Regions from separate parts of the Mus musculus genome. Here regions 2 and 3 are each linked to region 1. A link is a contact called in public promoter capture Hi-C data. All regions are on one chromosome and are shown on one strand. Each heading gives the region's core, a stretch centred on a gene start, on an enhancer-like site or on the middle of the called end of the contact. The rest is flanking DNA. Distances are from core to core; before and after follow the strand shown.

The links. Promoter capture Hi-C pulls out the DNA fragments that hold promoters and counts their contacts.
Region 2: a promoter capture Hi-C map of liver shows a contact between it and region 1, with 3 times the contacts expected there. The contact joins the promoter of Rdx here to the promoter of Sik2 in region 1. A contact is called at or near these places in 10 of 39 promoter capture datasets (the 3T3-L1 cell line, the HPC-7 cell line, cranial neural crest and 6 more) and 2 of 484 Hi-C or Micro-C datasets (both in embryonic stem cells).
Region 3: a contact with region 1 is called in a promoter capture Hi-C map of erythroid cells, with 11 times the contacts expected there. The contact joins the promoter of Zw10 here to the promoter of Sik2 in region 1. A contact is called at or near these places in 3 of 39 promoter capture datasets (erythroid cells, liver and pre-B cells) and 1 of 484 Hi-C or Micro-C datasets (CD4 T cells).

The regions. Positions count from the first base shown.
Region 1 is chr9:51,007,735-51,010,977 of GRCm38.p6, reverse strand. Sik2 (salt inducible kinase 2) reads left to right here and starts at 1,905. Exons shown (of 16, transcript NM_178710.3): 1 at 1,905-2,237. The coding sequence starts at 2,103.
Region 2 is chr9:52,045,885-52,049,199 of GRCm38.p6, reverse strand. Rdx (radixin) reads right to left here and starts at 1,259. Exons shown (of 14, transcript NM_009041.3): 1 at 768-1,259. It also overlaps the pseudogene Gm6981.
Region 3 is chr9:49,054,011-49,057,026 of GRCm38.p6, reverse strand. Zw10 (zw10 kinetochore protein) reads right to left here and starts at 1,446. Exons shown (of 16, transcript NM_012039.2): 1 at 1,240-1,446. The coding sequence starts at 1,344.

The DNA.
Region 1 (3,243 bases), core at 656-3,155:
TACTTTTAAAGTAATATCACTTCAGAGATATGTCCTGGGTACTTCAGATCAGAGGGCCCTGTGTGTTATTTTATTCCAATTGCTAACTAGGATCATTCTATCAGGAAATTGACTGTCAGATTTCTTCACTATAATTTGTTATCTTTTGTTAATCCTTCCCAATGATTTTTTTATTCCAAAGATATTTTGAGACTGTTTAAATACCCTATTCCCCAACCAAACTTTACCCAATGACTTTAACAACTATTGTTAATTCTTGTCTGAGCCAGTTATTACTATAACAGCCACAAAATGGTGATTTCATAATTTTTACATGCATCCTCTTCTCATTTATCCTGACTGGGAACATAGCTCAGTGATACAATACTTGCCTAGCATGGGTACCGTTCTGAGTTTGAGTTTCCTGAATGAGATGGGGAGGGCATAGACATTTAAGGGGGCTTATCACATATACAATATTTCTGAGAACCTGTCTAAAAAAAAAAGTAAAGTGACAAAATGAAGTATGAGCTCCTTCTAAGATTTTAATGTAGGCTGGGAATGGTGACACCTGCCTTTAATCTCAGCACTCAAGAGACTGCCTAGTCTACATGGCAAGTTACAGGCTATCTAGGGCTACATAGTGAGATGATGTTTCAAAAACAAAAAAAAAAACAACAGTCCCAAAACAATAAAACACTAGGGCCTAAGAGATGGCTCATTGGCTAAAGTTACCTACAGCAACCACCCCTAGGACTCACAGAGTGGAAGGTGAGAACCAACTCCCACATCCTGTCCTCTGACTTCTTACACAAAATAAAAAGTAATGTGTGTTATAGTGTATTTCCAAAATTGTTGGTTTTTGATACTTAGATTGGCTCAGATTTGGCACTGGTGGGCCCCTTCAAGCTGGCTTCTGACATATTCTTCCTGTTGTATACAAGGAATCCCCTGGTTTACTCATATTAGATCTTTCAAGAGCATCTTATACTTGCCCCCGCTGTCATTACTCCCAAACGAGTTGCGTTTCTTTTAATGGACAATGGGTACCCAGGAACCAAGGTCTGGACACACATAATATATTTCAAGATATTAAAATGTTGTGTTTACTTAGGTCACCATATGGAAGACTGGTGTGATGGGTTATAATTAGAACTCTAGCATTACCTGTGTGACGTTGGCAACTCCCTTCATTCTGGCAGCCTGCTGCGTCATCTGGAAACAAATCGGATTAGATACTTTTTAACCGTTTACAAGTTCCCAAAGCGTTTTAGGATAATACCGGGTCACCTCTCCACAGAGACATGCTCAACTAACATGCTCAACCTACATTTCAGAGGTTCCAGACTCCGAAGCCCATTAGCAATTCCAAATTCCGGGCTTAATCATCTCTGGGGTCTCTTTAGCGCTGACATTTTTTTTTTTTTTCTGCAAGTGACCGACTGCTGTGAGTAGGAATTTAGACGTCAAAAAGTGGAGAGACTTATTTAGTACTGACAAGGGAGCTAAAATGAACACAAAGAAAAGAGGCTGTGAGCAATGCATTGCTCAGCCACGGTGCTCCTCGGGCTCCAAATTTAGCGCTGCAGTCCGCTGAAGAAGAGGTTTTGGCGGGAAGGGCTGCCCCGGCGGAGAGCGCCCGCCAGGCGACCCTCCAGGAGACTGGCCCAGTGCATCCTCCGCACGGCCCACCAGGGCTCGCTCTTGCGCTTCTGCTGGAAGGCAGGAGGAGCGGGGCGGGGCGGACGGCGACCCCGCCCCCGGCCGCGACGCCCTCCTCAGCCTTCTCAGGCCTCGCCGCGGCCGGAAGCCTCGTGCCCGCCCGACCCGCGCACCGCCCCTCCCTCCCGCCCCCGACGTCGGCGCGGCTGCGGTAGCCATGGTGACCGGTGGAGGCCCGCCCCCGCCCCCTGCCCCGGCCCCCTGACGTCGGCTCACGTCAGCGCCGGCGCGCGCCTGGCTGGGCCCTGTGGGGCGGGAGGGAAGCAGCGCCGGAGCGAGAGCCGCGGCCGTCGCCCAGAGCCCAGGCGCGCCGCCCGACGCCCTCCTGCCCGCTCCGTGCCGCTTCTTGCCGGCCAGTTCGTTCGCGTTCCCGTCGCCGTGTCCTGCAGCGGGGGCCAAGCATGGTCATGGCGGATGGCCCGAGGCACTTGCAGCGCGGGCCAGTCCGGGTGGGGTTCTACGACATCGAGGGCACGCTGGGCAAGGGCAACTTTGCCGTGGTGAAGCTGGGGCGGCACCGGATCACCAAGACGGAGGTGCGGCCCCGGGGTTCGGCGGGAGCGTGGCGCGGTTGCGCCCCGGGCGGGGGACGGCGGGCCTGGCACTGCGGGGACCGCGGGGTGCAGGTCGAGTGTGTGTGGGGTGTCCCCGGGAAGCCACACAGGCTTCCGTCCCGACTCTCCCACCCGGGAACCTGGTCTGTGGCCTCGGCTCCTGAGCACAAGTTCCGCGTCTTCCCGGCTTTCGGCTGGGGGTGGGGTGGGAGGGGAAGTCTCTGTGCTCCGGGGCCGCGCGGGGACCAACGTCGCCGGCCGGAGAAAGGGGACCAGCAGCTCCCAGGCTCGGCGGACGCGGAGCGCGGCCCGGACCAAGCCCTCCTCTTCTGCCCGGCGAGGAGGGGGTGACGCGGACCGGACTGGTGCGGACGGGCCGCTGTCCATCTTCTCTGGGCCCGCAGGGTCTCTGAAACGGTTCTTTGGCTGGCTTGATCACTTGCAGGAGGTATAGCAAATACACCAGACAATAGAGCTGGTTAAAAATGGTCATCTCAGCTCTGCACCGTTCTCTGGGGTTGTCCCTTTACCAGGTGTGCATGCTGGCTGCGAGCACGCATTCCTTAAGCCACATCAGATGGACTGTACTCAGCTCTCGACAGCGTCCTGACATTGACTCTCCAGCATCCTCCCTCCGTGCACTGTACATATTTTCTCCCCAAGTCTGCGTTCTTACCTAGCCCACCCTCTTCCTTCCATTGCCTCAAGCTGCTCTCCTCGGGGTCTCTATTTTAAGACGTGCAAATTAAATACCTTGGAAAAAAAACGATCGAAACAAAACCATTTCTTAGTCTACAACCTAGTGGTTTTGACGTACTCTATTCTGCCTTGTGATTGCCACTTGAGTTTCACCGATTTTCAGTTTCTCTCCCCAGTTTTCATCCTTTTCGGGTTTTTTTCCTACTATGTTCTTAAGAACGTTCTAATCTTTGACTATAGGACCTCCACCCCCACCCCCTGCCCAGGATGACTTACGCTTATGTAAGGT
Region 2 (3,315 bases), core at 10-2,509, 1.0 Mb before region 1:
GGAGGGAGGAAAAAAAAACAAAACCACCCAGAATCCTGGCAACGTTTACAGAAACATCTGTGTAGGAACGGACTATTCAACTGAAATAACGCACTACTCCCTTTCAAACTTGGCTGGGCGATGGGAGTTTGGGAGCCCCGAAAGGCAGAAAAGCTGAGTTTCCTGGTGGGGTCTGCTCACTGTGCGCCAGGCGACTCCGCGGTGCGGGCAAGCCGGGGGGCCCGGAGGGCGCGGGCCGTGACTGCAGCCCCAGGTAAGGGCGGCCGGGAGCCCGGGCCTGGCCTCGCGGGCTTGCGCGGCGGGACCCGGCAACGCGACGGCCTTTCCGCGGCTCGCGCGTCCGCACGCTCTCTAGTAATCCAACACCCCGACTTTCAAACGGGAGGCCGGGGGAGAAGTTCTAGCCTCGCGGTCCCCGTCCCCGGGTTGCGAGAGAGCGTGCGACCTACGCTCCATGCGGCCCCCGAGGGCGCGCCGACCCGAGCCCCGGGCCCAGTCCACGGCGGCGGGAACCCGCACCGCCCGACGCACGGGGCGGCCAGGCCGACGGCGGACGGCGCGGCGGGAGACTCCGGGTAAGTGGCGTGGCTCAGCCGTTAACGACCACGGCGCCTCTAGGGCGGCCAGGCGCGAGTCCGTCTGTGAGGCGCGCCAGGCCCCGGGCCGCGGCGCCACAGCCCGGCAACTTCTGGCCGCCACCTCAGCGCCTCGGCGGGGAGAGCGGCCCCCGGGGCCTGGGACGGGGGAGCGCGCCGAGCAGGGCTTACCCCGAAAATGAGTGGCTCCTTCCCTGCCCGCCGCCGGCTGGCTGAGGCGCGGCTCGGCGGGGGCGTCGTGGCTGGCGGCGAACGAGCGGAGAGTCGGCGGTGCGAGCCCTGAGCCGCCTGAGAGAAGACGCGCCGCAGCCGCCGCAGACAGCTCGGCAATATGGCCGCCCGGCGCCTCCTCGGGGGGGAAGGCGGGGCCGCCCTGCGCCCCCTCCTCCCGCGGGCCGCCAGTGGCGGGGCGAGGCCGGGGCTCGAGCGCCAACCCCGCGAGCGTGTCTCCCGGCCGCCCCGGGCGGAATCGAGTGGGCCTCAGCCGGGGGTTGGGGGGAGAATACGCGCTGCGGGGCCTTCGCGAAGCTTTCCCCGCGGGACGAGGACGCCGCGGGCCAGCCCGAGTCCGAAGCCCGCAGTGAACGAAGCGGAGCCGCGCGGCCCGAAGCTCGCCGCGCGCCCGCCGCCTGCCCCCGCCCCGCGAGTGGAAACTTGAAACTCCCGCTGGTGCCAGGGAACTCACGGAGGGCGTTTCCAGCGCCCCCGAGGTGGAGCTGTTCCCGGGAGGAGGGGGGATCCCCTCGGCAGCCGCTCCAGGGTGCAGTTCGGTGCTAGGCTGCAGGATCCCGGGCTAGGAGAGGGAAGTGGGCCCAGTGTTTACAACAAAAAGAACATTAATGTGTGCAGGTTTTTAACCAGCTAGAAAGGCTGGTTGGTTTTAAATTTTGCAGTGTTTTTAACTTCCCTCAAAACGCCAGTGGGTATGACCCTATAATGCGATCAGGTTTTTTGTTCTTGTTGTTAGCAGGGATACTCCTTCCTTGGCGGTTAGAAGGAGTAGGCTGAGAAAGGAAAAAAAAAGTTGGAAGTAGGGCCCAAAGAGCAGCCAAACCTAAATTATTCTAGACTTGGAAAAAGTTACCAGTCTGACCATAGTCTCACTGTATCCACTCGCTAGAGAGAGAGACCGAGGCTGCGTTCTGGTGGGGTTACCTCGGTGCTGCCTGCCCTCAGTACTTTCTGCTGGGATTTAGAGTAACACTTGGTGCCACTTGTACACACAGCAATGGTTCAATCCTTACCTGCCTACCGCGTTCCGTTTACTCAATACCTCTTTCGTAAACGAACTGTCAATACAAATATAACGCGAATGTACGTAATTCTTACAGGACAAATACGCCATCTTTAGGGAAGCCTTAGACTTGCCTTTCCTGAGACAGTAGCTCTTCCAGGGACTCTGCAGATCCTTTCTCTGAGCTTCCTCCTCAGTGAGCTACCACCTTCACCCTCAAGAGACCTCACTAAACAATTAAAAAGCCCCCAGAGACTCCAGGTTAATCTCAGAAGTCTTTAGATTGCAAATTCCTCAAGGATGGGAACCAGCTGTGTGCTTTGTAGCCAAAACAGGTTTAGGTGGTTCTCTGAGACCACCAACTGAATACTTGTGGACCCTCTCCCCACGGGTGCAACAAAGATAGGGACAGTAAAAATGTCATGGGAGTCCCAAGTAGTACACTAATCAAACTAAAGTCGGAAGTCGGTGGTACACTTTGCAACTGAAAACGAAGCATTCATTCGTGGTCTTATGTTCAGAACAGTGAAGTGCTTTCACATGACTGCCTTGTTTAATGATTACAACAACCCTGGGCTCAAGGTAAAAGCTATTATTGGCATTAAAAGAAGCTAATGAATAAAGGGGAGCTTCAAAAAAGTTAGTTGTCAGTATAACCTGGCTAGGAAATGGCAGAGCCATGGCCAACCCCAAAGGCATGTTTGACTCAAAAGTCTGAATCTAAGAGCTCTGATCTTATCCTATGTCCTGCAGTAGCAGATGCAACCCAAGTTGTAGCATTTCAGTTGCCATCATATTCGTAAATATTTAAGTAAAAGATAGTATTCAAGCTGCTAAGATAAAAAGGGTACTCTCAAACATTGTGGATGGGAAAATGGAAACAGAGACAAATATTTAAAAAGCAGTTTGGTGGGAGAGTCAGTCGTTCAGAGGGTCCACAGCTCAGAACACATCTGAAGAAAATACTCTGGAATAGACTAAAAACTCCATCACAGTAATACCTATTAGATACAAAATCAAAGAGGAAACACACATACCGTTGCTTTATTTTGATCTTCACATCAGATATTAGCACTTTTAAATGAAGTATTGAATATTCAATCAAAATATCCCAAAGCCTTCAATGCTGTGGTGTTGGTATGTGTGCCTCCTGGTGCTGAGAACTGAATTTCCTTGCTGAGCACCTAAATGCTCTTCCACTACCCAAAGCCTAATCCCAAACAGTTCAGCTTCAGGGGAGGAAAGAACCATACGTACTTCCTAAAACAGTCTTGTTCTTGAAAGATACCTGATATTATTCAATAGATGTCAAGATATATTTTTAAATAGCATATAAGATGTTTTAAAATCATAGTCAGGTTTAGTGGCACACATCTTTAATGCAAACACTTGGGATGTAGAAGCAGAGTTCAAGGCTAGCCTGGTCTACAGAGTGAGTTCCAGGATATCCAGAGCTATATACTGATACCCTGTCTCTAAAGAAAA
Region 3 (3,016 bases), core at 197-2,696, 2.0 Mb after region 1:
GAACACGCTGCACGATGTAAATTATGCTTGCCCATAAACTAATTCCTTTTATGTAGGAAAGATACTATTCTCCAAACTGGCCAAAAAACGGGGCTGAAGTGTAATACTTCAGCAGTTACAAAGCATCCCAGTACAAAAGAGAAGACTCAGGAGAAAAGTCAGGCATTTGTTTTATGCAGGAGGCTACAACTGAGATGGAAGAGGTGTGTGTGTGTGTATGTGTGTGTGTGTGTGTGTGTGTAGAAATACATTTAAAGTGGTAAAAAGCTGGAGGTGCAAGGACTATGCCTGCTTGAGGCACAGAAAGTAGTTCTCAGTTGACTGAAGATTCAAACTTATGTATGAAACAAATACTAGTGCAATGTCCTCATCCTAGATCATTAAAAAACAAAAAACCGTAAGCCACACTACAGAAATGCCAGTGGCATGAATACATAAAATTAAGAACTCTAACATCAAAAATTGTTAGGAGCGGGTGGGATGGTGGAGACCTTCCATTTCAGCACTCGGGAGGCAGAGGCAGGCGAATTTCTGTGAGTTCGACACCAGCCAGTTCTACAAAGCTTGAATCCAGGACAACGAGGGCTATTACACGGAGAAACCCTGTCTAGGAAAAAAAAAAGAAAAGAAAAGAAAGAAAGAAAAAAAGAAGAAGAAGAAAGTTGTTAGGTAGCGCCTACCAAGTCCAGACTTAGTGAGGTACACGTCATTTTCAAAGAAAGCCACTGAAGACCTGGCTTGCCAGGTAGCACTAATACGAAGTAAAACTATGGCTGTGAGTTGCATATTCATGCCGGTACCAGCTCATCAGCCCTCAGCATGCCTCAAGTTCCGTGCGTGAAGTAATACTTTTATAAACATATTCAACCAGTTAAAAGAAAATCCGAGGAGAACGACGCGACTTTCCTAGAATTATTACATCCATCCATAAATGAAGGAGTGGGTAGAGATGACAGATAGGGCGGCTGTCCTGTCCTAAGTGGACATCCGGGCTTCCAGTCCCACCTCCGGCTCCGCAGGTTTCTTCAGTCTTCTCCATCAGCGGCTCACTTTTGCCCAACTTGGCCCCACTCCCCACCACTAAACAGCCACGGCCTTTCCTCCTCACAATCCCAGGCCCTGGTCTCCAACCGCTCTGCGGCCGTGCTCCAAACAGCCCCCCAACACTTCTGAGCCTCCAACTCAGGAGGCTCCGCACCCGGCTCTCCCCAGCGGCAGCAGCCTGTGGCCCGCCCTCACCTTGATCTCCTCCACCCGCCGGGTCAGGCGGCTGATCCTGGTGCCCAGATCCTCCTTCTCCAGGCTCCCCGAGTGGGCCAAGACTTCTGTCACGAAAGAGGCCATCGCCACGAAGCGTACCCACACAAACAGGATAGGTCAACCCCGCTGCCAGCGCCGCAGCTCCGGTCCCGCCAGCGGCCTCACCGCAGGGCCTGCCGGGAAACTGAGTTCTACGGGGTCCGGCGCTCGCGCACAGGAGAGGGTCACACTACAGTTCCCAGGAGGCCTCGCGCCGTCAGGCGTCCGCTGTTTCAGTGGCGTCTAGAAGGCACCAAAGTGCGCAGGCGTCATCTGCTCCCTACAGGTTTTCAAACGCCAGTCTGTTCCCGCCGGTTTTTTTCTTCTTGTATTTTGGGTAGGGTTGGGTTGGTTTCGCTAGAAACTGCGGAATGTTTCAGGTAATAATCCTTTATGGCCCTCCCTATACTCAGTAATCTCAGGTTTTCCTGTGAGATTATCTAGCTCGATACTTACAGAATCATCTCGATCTTTTTTGTTATTCATTCATTGGGCTCAGCAGCTAAGTCTACCCGAATTTTGCCCTCTGGAATTGTGCGAGAGAGTGACATAAGTGAAAGGATCCCCACAATTGCACCTTTCTAATAGTGTTTGTTAATAGTGCCTCATATTAAGTATATTGATACATGGATATGGTACAAATTTATACTTAGTGTAACGGTCCTGTAAGTGCTACAGACATTCTTTTATAAAACCTTCTTTCTAAGATACGTATGAATGTTTTGGCTGTGTCCATGGAAGTCAGAAGCAGGCAAGTAAGTCCAGTCCCTGAAACTGGACTTACAGATGACATGAGCCACCATGTGGATGCTGGGAATTGAGTCCTGGTCCTGAGTAAGGGCAACGAGTGCTTCTAGCCACCGGGCAATCCCCTAGAACAAGATTCTTATCACTTCCTATCAGAGATTACAAATAAATTTCACCAAAGGCTTTTTATCGTTGTTTAATTTTAAAGTTTTCAGTGATTTTTTTGGCTCTGTTTTGAGACGTGGTTTCTGTAGCCCTGGAAGGCATCAAATTCATAGCTATCTTCCTGCCTCAGCCTCCTGTATACAGGAATTATACACTTATTCCACTATGTCCAGCTAGCCATAGCTTTTTAGAACTATTTCATTGTTGAAGGTCAAAAGAGTGTTCCGCGAAGATGAGATCACTCGTTCACTTTGCAAAACAGGCTGACCTGAAAGACAGCCACTGGGCATTATTACCAACGTGACACTCTTTGTAGGAGAGGGATGCGTGCTGTAAGAGCATCCTTGTCCCCTTTATACACTTTTTGTTACTTGACCAGCAGAGCAAGCAAGTGTTTTACATAGCCAAATGGAATGCCATTAGTGCAGCAATACCATAAAGTATAAAATTAACAGAGACAAGGGTGCAGATACAGGTAATTCAATCAGTAGGGATTTAGAACAGATGTTATCTGTCTCCAGCATCCTTCCTGGAGCAGGCAATAAAACCAATAAACAAGATGTTTATTATACAAATGTCATCTTTTCTCTTGCTAATTTACCCTTTGTCCTTTTTTATCGTTGATGGCAGGGAAAATTCTTGCACTGAGAGCTTGACCTTTAACATTCTTCAACTGAGAGATCACTTAGTAGTTAAGAGAACTAGCCTTGTGGAGGACCCGGGTTCCAGTCCTATGTGAGGCAGCTCAAAAACACCTGTAATTTCAATTCGAGGGAATCCAATGTCTTCATTCGACCTCTGAGGG